Linked DNA regions of Danio rerio: region 1 is linked to region 2. A link is a contact called in public Micro-C data. All regions are on one chromosome and are shown on one strand. The core of a region is the stretch at or near the end of the contact, and the rest is flanking DNA. Distances in the headings are between cores, read along the strand shown. Region 1 holds the start of srsf5a (serine and arginine rich splicing factor 5a). Region 2 holds the start of actn1 (actinin, alpha 1).

Evidence for each region. Hi-C and Micro-C count contacts between places; a contact is called where the count stands out from the background.
Region 1: a Micro-C map of caudal fin shows a contact between it and region 2, with 1.9 times the contacts expected there. The contact joins the promoter of srsf5a here to the promoter of actn1 in region 2. A contact is called at or near these places in 1 of 18 Hi-C or Micro-C datasets (caudal fin) and 1 of 4 datasets of contacts at active chromatin or transcription factors (embryo).

What each region holds. Positions count from the first base shown.
Region 1 is chr13:39,998,447-40,004,385 of GRCz12tu, reverse strand. srsf5a (serine and arginine rich splicing factor 5a) reads left to right here and starts at 3,242. Exons shown (of 8, transcript NM_200867.1): 1 at 3,242-3,260; 2 at 3,904-4,054; 3 at 4,148-4,218; 4 at 4,368-4,481; 5 at 4,558-4,627; 6 at 5,730-5,803. The coding sequence starts at 3,929. LOC794838 (deubiquitinase DESI2) reads left to right here. Exons shown (of 7, transcript XM_073920182.1): 6 at 363-504; 7 at 635-2,895. The coding sequence ends at 883.
Region 2 is chr13:39,854,337-39,860,124 of GRCz12tu, reverse strand. It overlaps actn1 (actinin, alpha 1), which reads left to right and starts at 2,625. Exons shown (of 22, transcript NM_001168286.2): 1 at 2,625-3,021. The coding sequence starts at 2,887. It overlaps LOC141377037 (a long non-coding RNA gene), which reads right to left. Exons shown (of 2, transcript XR_012388837.1): 2 at 2,631-4,906.

The DNA.
Region 1 (5,939 bases), core at 1,993-4,492, 140 kb before region 2:
CTTTAGTATATTATAGTTTGGTATATTTGCTTTCGGCCCATGGCTCATAATATTTGCTTTTTGGCCATTAATAAGAAAAAGTTTGGGCACCCCTGCTCTAAGCACTGCTTATTGGCCTGACCTTAACCGTATCACCAAACCCAGCCCTCAAAGGAAAACTGTGGCAATGTTTGCATGTGATAAAACCCCATTAATAATGTTTTTTAACAGTTGTAAATTATGAAGACACATGGCATGTCCTCATAAACCACCTCAACATTGTAATACCAATGTCATTATACAAGTTTATTTCCATGTAAACCATACAAACAAACACACTCACACACACAAGAATCACCTCACAGGTCATGTTTCTTCCCCAGAGAGGCTATAGCTCTGGGCACAACAGACTTTGCAGAGGAAGACATTGATAAAATAATGGAGGAGCTTGGAAAGGAGTTCAAGGGGAACGCCTACCACCTGATGCACAAAAACTGCAACCATTTTTCTTCCTCGCTCTCTGAGGTCAGTTTACTCCCCTTCTCTGTTTTCTGTCAGTCTTTTATGGATTATCAAACTGGGTCATTTACAAGCTCGCAGATTGATGACATTTGACATTCTCACATAATAACATTCTCTCTCTCTCTATCTGTAGTTGCTGTGTGGAAGAGAAATACCGCGCTGGGTGAATCGATTGGCATATTTCAGCTCCTGTATTCCATTTCTGCAGAGTTGTTTGCCTAAAGAGTGGCTCACGCCTGCTGCCCTCCAGAGCCACATCAGCATGGGCCTGCGGAAGGAGAACACACACTCACACACACATGAATCCAGTGACGAGGAGCCATCGTCTGCTGCCGAAGCGGCGTCTGGAACATCACACAGCTGCAGACACACCCGTGTGTGATCTTATATATATATACACACAGTGTTAAACTAATCTGAGCATACACACACACTCTCCAACCTCTGATCCTGCTGCTACAGCGCCTCCTGCTGGACTGGATGAACACCAGACCTCATGGCCTCGCTGATAGAGGAAATCAAAGTCATGTTTTTCAGTAGAGCCTACAGGGATTTGAAACCCTTGCAGTGGTACTCTTAACGTTTTAGAATTTTGATTTTTACTAAAATTTAAGGGAAATTAAACCGTGTTTGCTAGTTAGTGTTATAATAAGTGCACAGGACATTATGAATGATGTACTGCCCTCTGCTGGGTTTGTTACAGCACTATCGGGCCCTTCCTTAAAAACATTCATTTCTGTCTCCAGATTTAGCCGAGTTTGCTGTGTATTTATTTCTATTTTGTGATGGATGAGGATTGCTGAGGAACTTGCATTCTTTACCTTCATTTTTTTCCTCCTCCATGATTTTACTAATATAAATCTGCTTTAATTTAATTACACGATGTCAATCTTATGTCATCTTGGTTTACATTCATTTTATGAATTCTCTTTTGCTATTTTTTATATTTTGGTGCAAGGTTTTTGATGAATTTACTTTGAAAAGGGCCGACGAAACCACTGACCGCAGCTGGAAATTGCAGCCTTTTAACTGTAAGCCATTGATATGCTGGACTCAGCTGAAACAAAAGAGTGCTGTTGCCCTGTCGTTGAGGACACAAAGGGGGCATTTGTGCGGCTGATGTTGAGGGGGTAGGGTGGGTAAGTGTGGGTGTGGTCTGCACATCAGTTCTGGTATCAGTACTGTCTTACTGTGTTGTGATTGAATGCAACAGCTGAGTGGTTAAGAAGAGAGGGAATGTGTGTTGCAGAGGTGTTAATGGTCACTCTTGGCTTTCAGTATTGTGCTATCTGCCTTTTAAACGTACAGGCTGAATAAATAGTCCAGTAATCACACATTGCTACATTTGCACAGACATACTCCCCGGTTCTATGTCTGGAAGAGTCAGCATCAATTGCCAAAAACCAAAGCCAGTCTGAAGAGTAAAAAAAAAGCTTCAGATTATGATTACATCCAAGTTGGGGGATATCGAACAAGCCCTGGTTTAATGACACACGTTTCTGTGTGTGTGTTCAGTCTGGTGGTACATGTACTCCTTAATGTATGATGCCCAGATTTTCTCTGTAACAAAGCAAGTGTATGATGCCTAGTGTTTTAAAATCTGTTCAGATTTTAAAAGTAGTGAATTGTTTTCAACTGAAGGCCACAACTAAAGGCCTTTTTAGGCTTTAGACCTTAGTTAAGGTGTGCACAATATCAAATTTTTGTTGTCAAACAGTTGTACAGTTTGTTCAATGGGTCGGTAATTTGGCAATTTTAAAACTTACCACAAACAGTGGTAGAAAATTTTGTCAGCTAAAAAAGGTCAACGGCAATCTTCATTATAAATTATAAATATTAAAAATGTGGTATACCCTGACTATGGTATATATAAGAGTAAATGATTCGTCTTTCAGTATTATTTTGATGCTTCTGTGCCATTTTGCTTCTCTATTTGCAAATCTCTTCTAGAAGCCCATATTCCCCTCTGTCTCTCAGGATGGCATGGCATTGTAGGTGGCAACATGGGTGTCAAATCTGTGGGATGTATTTGGAGACGTATTTATATAATTGAATTTTATATTTGGAATATGATTATTTACTGTTGTTTTGTCAAAGATCTTATCAACCGTTAGAGCCTGATTCTTATAATGTTATTTTTGTTTTATTTAGTCCACAACTGTGATCTTTTACTAGTTCAGCAAGACTCGTTTTATAGGCTTTCCCCACTGATGCCATTTCTAGCCTCGATTAGTACTTCTTGTTTTGATGTGATGGATGATTTCAGATATTTACAGATGATTAGAGAATAAAGAAATTAAAAGTGTTTTTCTCCAGAACTTCATTGCTGTCACTGGGTGGAGATGCTCATTTCTGTATTATTTTTAAACATTGATTAAATTAATTCACACCTAATCCCAAGAGTCATTGTTCTCATGTGACTCTTCCTTTGCTTAGCTCATGTGATGTCTGTCTCCAGTTTCCTGATAACTTCCAGACTAGATCAATCCTCCATAAACTGACTTCAGATGCTAAAGTATAAAATATAGGCTAACGTTAACAACTGAATATAAACCAAGGGCTGTGTTGTGACGAACCACAACCAGTGTATGTATGTGAAATTGAAACCATAGATGGGTTCCTATTTCGATGGGTTTACGTGCGCATGCACGAGCCTCGCCTTTACCCTCCCCCCGCGCGTGAACACGCATATATATACTTCTGCGCGTGGCCGCGTTCTCCAGTATCGAGGCCAACGCCATTTTGTTCGGTATCCAGAGGTGAGAGGACGTAGCTGATTTCCTTAGTTATCATCTTTTATTTTAGTTATATTGTTAGATTTGTTATTCATGTTAGATTTATTGCTGCAAATGTTCTTCGTTTTAACGTTTTTGGTTTGTTTTTATGGTTTGACATCGAAGTAAATGTTTCTGCGCATGTGGGCTAGGCCTCGGCCGCGAGGCTGGTGCGTGTTTGTCACGTTAGATGCGGATTATTTTCTCAAAGTTATTAAACTTTTTTGTAGAATTTATTATTTGTAACTTAGTATCAATTTGTGTTTTCAGTAACCTACCGTTGCAGTGTGTGTAGTAATTGTTTAAATACAAATTATGAAGTTCTGCAGAGAAACGTGCCGTTTTGTAACGTAAGCGGGAAATCAAACGCTTCAGTAAAGCCGTTGTTGCTCACGCAATGTTTGTTGGAGGACCGGGTATAGCAGAAACCCTTTTTTGTCCTAGATTCACGTATAGTTTGTCGTGATGTTTATTAATGATTTACATGGACTGACTGGACTTTTACAAATGATTATCCAGCGGTTATTCTGTTAATGACCAACAGGGCGGCGCGTGAACTTTTTTTTTCTCCATACAGTTCATAGTTGTTGCCAAACTGTTGATTTAACTTGCCTTTCTCTAAACCCAGATATTTAAAAAAAACTTTCATCACCATGAGTGGATGTCGTGTGTTTATTGGCCGTCTGAGCCCTCATGCTCGTGAAAGAGATGTGGAGAAGTTCTTCAAAGGCTACGGACGTATCCGAGAGATTAACCTGAAAAACGGGTTTGGCTTTGTGGTGAGTATTAAGACACTTGAGGGTCTTTTTTGCTTGAGACGTGCAAGTGAAGTCAGTGTCTTACTGCCCCCTGCTGTCTGTTTTTGTTTACAGGAGTTTGACGACTACAGGGATGCAGATGATGCAGTGTATGAACTGAATGGCAAAGAGCTGTGCAGTGAGAGGTGAGACTGAATCCAGTGCTGCGTACACTGGTTTTAACGAGTCATGAAAATAATTTTCATTGAAATATCCCATGAGTTTTGTTGACTGTTAGCATAACAATAGATCAGTTTTGTTTCACTGTTGCTTAATGCTGCTGTCTTGACTCTAGGGTGACCATTGAGCATGCCCGCTCTCGCAGAGGAAGAGGTGGTGGCCCAGGAATGGGAGGTCGTTTCTCTCCACGCTTTGGAGGTTATCGTCAGTCCCGCAGTGGCGGTTCCAGGTTTGTTTGCGTTTTGAGTACTGGTATTTTTCCCGTATGATTCAGTCCTTCGAATTGACCCCTGCCCTTTTCACAGGTATGGACCACCAGTGCGCACAGAGCACAGAATCATAGTGGAGAATCTCTCCTCTCGCATCAGCTGGCAGGTGAGCTCCCCGCACTATCAGAGTGGCATAGTGGCCTACTGTTGTAAGCGTTTCATCAACTCTGCATTTCGTTTGCCATTGACATCAGTACAAGCACACAAAGCAATAGTTATTGTTACTGTTAAACTGGAATTTACTCTTCACCTCAGCCAAACCTTACATAAATGATGATTTGAATGCTGAAAGGTTCTCTAACCCAGACCCATGTTTTTCAAACCTTTTCTTTAACAGCTGTGCTCTGGTATTCTTTAATTGGAGTTGCATGCACAGCCTGCGAGGTGCATAGCGCCCTCCCCTGGTTGTGTTCTCAATAGTGTCCCTGTGGTGCCTCACCCGTCATGCAATGTCTGCCGGTCTAAGTCTTGGCTGGGTCCGTAGCTCCAAACAGAGCCGTAGCACAGGATAGCCTTAGAGGAGCTGGGTAGCCGCTCTCTGGAGGGTCTGTGATGTCAGATCTGCTCCATCCCCTCCGATCTGATGTTTGGGTCTTATTCTGTTGGTGCTGAAGCGGGGAGGGGTGCAGGGTTTTGGCCCCTCCCCCATCCTCTCTCTCTCTCTCTGGTGGGGTCCGTTCTTACGGAGGCCGGATGGGTCGATTCCGAGGTCGTTTTAACGCTTCATTGCTTCAGTTTGCTATTTGGACAAGTGGCTCTTTGCTAATGCCTTCTGTGGTTTGGAACGGTAAGTAGCTCATCACACTGGATAGTTACACGGTTAAGAGGGATCTGTCACTTTAAATCTGGCGTTAGCTGTAAATGGAGAGATTGCTGGGAGGTAGACTTGAGATTTGCACAAAATCTACTTAACCAAATTGAGAACCTGTTCTCAGGAACTAGCTTTAGTCAGGCGTGTCTCCATCAGAGGGCCATCTTAAAGAAACCTGGGTTGCTGAAAACTGTTCTGGTAATTTAATAACTGGGACAGATCCACCGGTAAGACGCCATCTGTTGAGGGAGCTTTCTACAGGTGCAGCAGTGCACATTTTAGAGCAGATGCTGCAGAATGCAGTGTGTATATAATGTGTGGGTGCTAAACTGCAGTCTGTGACTCGGTGCTGTTTTTCTGAAAACATGTCATTTAAGTACTCTGTGCTCTCCTACAGGACCTGAAGGACTTGATGAGGAAGGTTGGAGAAGTCACTTTTGTGGATGCACACAGGACCAAAAAGAATGAAGGGTAAGTTCATGTTCGTATAAACACAAGCCTGCTCTTACTAGCTGTGTTTCCATCCACATTTTTATACGCATAATGTCAAGAGCGTCTGTGCTCTGCATCTTACACTTTTAAATGCTTGCGTGTTCATTGTGTGTCA
Region 2 (5,788 bases), core at 1,376-3,875:
AATAAACTTATTTGTATAGCACTTTTCCAACATACATGCAACTCAAAGTGCCTCACAAACAACAACAAAAGCATTAAAATAGACCACAAAAACTTATCACATATACTGAAATAAAAGCATTCATGTACACAAAATGTAAGTATATATCCACATGATCACACACACAATAGTCCTTACATATGCAGGCACACACCCTACATTACATACATAAACCTACAACAAAATAGATAAAATGCGTACACCTAACAAACTTGTTTAATCATATGCAATTTTAAAAAGATGTGTCTTAACACGCTTTTTAAAAACATGAATACTTGGGGATTCTTTCACTTCAAGGGGGAGACAGTTCCAAATTTTTGGAGCATAATGGCTAAAAGAAGTGCGGCCAGATCGCATCAGGTTTACAGGATAAAATTCTAAAAGTCCAGCACTAGAAGAGCGTAGTAAACGGTTTGGATTATATTTTGTTAAACAGTCAGAAATGTAGGAAGGTGTCATATTTTGTAGTGCTTTAAAAACTAATAAAAGAATCCTAAAATCTATCCTTTGGTGCACAGGAAACCAGTGTAATTCTATTAATACTAGTGTAATGTGCTCTCGTTTCTTTTATTTCATTAAAACTCTGGCTGCTGCATTTTGTATCAATTGCAACTTCATTGTAGAACCCTTAGGTAGACCAGTATAGATAGCATTGCAATAATCAAGCCGAGAGAAAATAAAAGCATGAATTAATTTCTTGGCATCATCGAAAGATAGGAAAGAACGAATTTTGGCAACATTTTCTTAAATGATAAAAACATGTTTTTGTAACTTGATTAATATGAGATTTAAAATTAAGATCACAATCGAAAATAACACCCAGGTATATATATAAATATAACATATATTATACCTAAAATAGGGTTTCATGGTGGCACAGTGGGTAGCATGATCTCCTCACAGCAAGAAAGTTGCTGGTTAGAGCCTCGACTGGGTGAGTTGGCATTTCTGTGTGGAGTTTGCATGTTTCCTCCGGGTGCTCCGGTTTCCCCCACAAGTCCAAAGAAGTGCTGTCGGTGGATTGAGTAGGCTAAATTGTCCGTTGTGTGTGTGTGTGGATGTTTCCCAGTGATGGGTTGCAGCTGGAGGGGCATCCGCTGCGTAAAACTTATGCTGTATACGTTGGCAGTCCATTCTGCTGTGGCGACCCCTGATTAATAAAGGGACTAAGCCGAAAAGAAAATGAATAAATGAATTATACCTTAAACAAATAATTGAAGCTGGCAATTCCAATCCAGATTAAGTAAACATTTTTCTATTGAGTGTTCCTTAGGCATTCGTCTAATTTATATTTATTTTACAACATGAATAATTATTCTAGAAAGTGACCTTGTAGATGTGCAAAAAGAGACAATAAGATATCCATGGCAATGCATCACATGAACCGTTGACCCTTGTTCAGCCAATGCAGAGCATCAGATACTCACAAGGCAAACATATGTTTGCGTCAGAGCACGCTATGGTGTGTCAGACATGCCATGAATAAACAGAACTAATCATTTCAACCCTGTTCCAGAAATAACCACAAGGAATTAGAGGAGGAAATCTCAACATCTTCAACTTCACAGCTTTCTTGCTGCAGTTAGATGTGATGAATATGAGGGATATCCTCTGCCTGTCTCGGCAGACTTCTTTATGAAGGCCTGACCACATATGGCCTTGATCTGGCACAGCAGGAGCTTCCACTTTCATCTATTCTAATAATTTATAATGGTGTGAAAGTTTCATAGGCTCATTACCCTGTTGGCAAATTCCAGCCCAAGAGAGTAGCGGGCTTTTGGAACACGCTTTTTAGCTGGTGTAAGCTATGCCTGACAAAGGGATAGTCCACCCAAAAATATCAATGCTCTGCTGATTTTCTCTGCCTCATGCAATGCAAGATGTAGGTGACTTTTTTTCTGTAGTAGAGCACAGCTCAATGTGAGTTAAATTTGTTCATATGTGGGTTTTCCTACTGAAGGGAAAAAGTCACATCTGGCCTGAGGATAAGTAAATTATTTTAAATGAATAATAATTTATTTTGTGGGGCTGAACTATCCATTTAACAACTATATTCCAAAAACAAGCTTGAACGTCATAAACTGGATGAGGTCTGTTGTGAATCAAAGGTGATTAGTTAATGACCAGTTTGACCAGAAACCAAACTACCTACCACTAACGATTTGGTGGTAGTCTATTAATGTGAGATTTCCTGGATCTTCGATGTAGTTTTGTATCTCCCACCAACACCCTCCAACCAAAAACCGGAACATAGCGCTGTTACCTGAGACACGGTGAGATGAATCAAAAGGGTGTGGCCTCTTTCAGGGCAATAAATCATTAAAGACCTTTAATAGCAAGAATAAAAAAAAAACATTATATTAATATTTTAGAATATGAATGCAAACACACTTGCATAATGTACTTAAGTTTTATGCAACAAATATAGCTCCCCTTTAAACTGAGACCATGCAGATACCCCTTACACCAAATCTATAACAGACAGCGATAATAGCCAATCACAGTGTCTAGTAGGCGGGCTTTAAAGCTGTGCGTACTAGCCAATCAGACGCCCTGCGGCGTCCTCCTTTTTTTTCACCGTTACTGTGAAGTTTTTGCTGCCGATGCTCGTGCTGGAGGTTCTGCCTACTCGCCACTCTGGATAGCGGCGGTGAAAAAACGGACAGAGCTAGAAAGACGAGGAGATACAGACTTTGGTGTGAGTGAACGGGGCAGGGAAACGAGGCAGTGACGTTAGTTTCGTGCTCATCGTTTTAAGTGCGCACGGGAGTGTTTACTGCAGCGCTCTGTGGGAGAGAGAGAGAGAGAGACCGGAGGACCGGAGAGAGACGGGGACAGCAGTTCAGAATGGATCACCACCACCATCCACAACATCACCATCACCATCAATATGATGGAGGAGAGAACGACTATATGCAGCAGGAAGATGACTGGGACCGGGATATGCTGCTCGACCCCGCCTGGGAGAAACAGCAGAGAAAGGTATGCGCTATAATCTCTCAACACCACCGGCTAAAGGTGCAAACAGTCCTAATGCAAACCAGCAGTAAAAATGCATTGTCAAAACGATGTAAGGGCCCCGTGGCGTGCGGTTTCTTGAGTTGTGTGACTGCTGGTGAAATAGACTTTGCAGTGCGACGCATGGATTAATCACTATTTTTGTCTATCGTATTTGTTTATCTTATAGATTGTAGGGCATCTATACATATTCTCAAACTATCAGCTTTCATTATAAGAAACTTGAGGAACATCTGTTGCGGGATTGCGCATGTTCCTATTCTCTCTTCTGTCTCTCCATTCATTTGAGCATTATCACGGCCCGCCCCCAAGTCAACCGATCCGGACCCTGATCACCGGACACCGAGCGCCCACCGCTTCTGCTCACCGCGCGCAACAGATGTCAGCGACAGCAGCCTCTGCTCCATGAATGCGGCTCATATGATCCGCTGCGGGCGCGCGCCGAGAGCACGAGCTCACTTTATTTACGCTCTTACGGTTTAACCCATGGATGAGCCTCATTGTGGTTCCGATTCCCCTTAACGACTTCAGTCATACGAGGAAATGTCTTTTGAAACAAGAACTGCAATTTCATTGCACTCACTGTCCCCAGCTGTCTGTTGCCAAATAATGAGCTAATTCTGATTACAACAGAATAGATGCAGCAAGGGCTTATGATAATGATTTTGGTTTTGCAATTAGGTATATTTGTTTGTTTCTTGTAAATACAGATCAGAAGTTGTGAATTTTAACTACACGTCGTTGTCAAGTGAACAGCGAGTCAGTTAAAAGTTGATCAAATATTAGTTCCTTTATCGATGAAAGTAATAATTTGGGGTTCACTAGCGAGTCAAAATAATGTTGGAACGAGTCATAATTCTTTTTGATTCACTAACATGATTTGTTCAAATGAGTCGTTTGTTTGAGAATCAGAATTTGCTATGTGGTTTGGAATCACCAATGGCTTGGTTCGTTTGGCAGTTGGATTGATTCCTAGACTCGGTAGCGGTGTTACGGTGTACAGTATTTACCAGAAAACAGTCAGAGTGTTTAGGTACATCATTCAGTGTTTATCGGTAGAATAAGTCGCGGTTGACAGAAGCGAGAGTCAGTAGATGAGAATCGTTTGTTTCCGGTTTGTGTAACGGTCCAGGTCTAGAACCGGTTCTCGGATGCCAGCTCAGTTAAATGCATTCCGGTAGACAATTAGTTGGGGGAGGGGGATGTTTTAACAAATCTCTCGGATGTGATTTTTTTTTTTTGCACAGAAGTTTAAAAACTATTTGAAATATGAGTGCAACATTTGTCGCTCCCACACTCTTTTCCTCCCCTTTGGAAACGGGGAGGAAAAAGAAAACGAGTGCTGGAATCCGCTGCGGTTTGGGCTGGGCTTGTCAGGGAGCAAGTCTGCCCAAAAATGGTAATAACAGACCCCGTACACGGCTGCTGGAAAACTTTCCCGCGTTTCTTTTTTTTTCCTTCTTCGAATGCTTGTAGACTCCTGAATGATGTCATCAGCTACCGGCGGGAAAGACTCATGCTCAGGTATGCGGCCAAAGTCGTTCAGTTCAGCTTCAATGACCATAAAACCATGACAAAACCATGTGTCAGGAGTTTTACACCAGAGCAGACATGTTCAGACCTGTATTAGAAAGTTAAACCCCATCAGTGCAGGATCATCATAGTTTGAATTTTTGCCACATTAACCATTATGCATGCTGTAGTGTTTATGCATGGAGGGTCAAATGGAAATGAGAGATATGCACATCCAGGAGAAGCCCTGAGGTGTTTTTCCCACAGGGATATAGGTACAGCATTGTTTTAGAGCATCATTTCCGACACTGTTCATTAACAACAAACACACACTCGCCTGCTACACACTGCCCATTAAACACCCTCTGTGAACTTAATGGTGTGTGTGTGTGTGTGTGTGTGTGTGTGTGTGTGTGTGTGTGTGTGTGTGTGTGTGTATGTGTGTGTGTGTGCGCTTCAGACAGATTGGTTATTGTTTGCATTCTGACAGGACTGAAAGGTCAGTAGAGAGGTACAATGAAGTCTGGAAAACACACACTGCAGGTATAGAGAAGGCCCTGACCCCATCTCATAAAAGACATATGGACGAACTCAAATCTGGAGTGAATTTAAGTTAAGAAAGTGAACGCATGTGAGGAGCCATCTGATCGGTCACAGTTAACTGTATGTTTATGCATGAAAGTATGTCAGCAAGTTCAGAGTGGGCCAATAGAATCAGCAAATCACATTTCCTGCCTAATAACATCGGTGTAGGTCTGTGAGAAATTTAGGGGAAACAAGCCCCTCGGGCTGGACAGGTGTGAGGTGATTCAGCCTAAAACAGCAGCGAGGCCTTGTGAACTCTCACTTCTTTTCTCCTTCTGTGAGGTCAGATTTTCATTTGTACGCATGTCCTTTTCTGACACTTTCTCAGCCAATCAGTTAAGGCTTATAGGGTCTCCTCAGTTCATTCTGTAATGCCATAAGGCTTTCAGTGAGAACATTCAAAGTGTCAGTGAATGTTCTGGATAAATTTACACTGACGTTCAATGGTTTGGTGTCATTTTCACTCTTTTTGTGTGTTCAATAAATTACATTTACAAATGACATTACATTTTACATTTATTTATACAACATTAATGTATTTGACAATAAACAGCAGAAGTAATCCGTATCGTTTTGCTTCAGTATGTCCCTCCATGACTTTAGTTTTGGGCCAAAAACAATACAATGTAAAGTA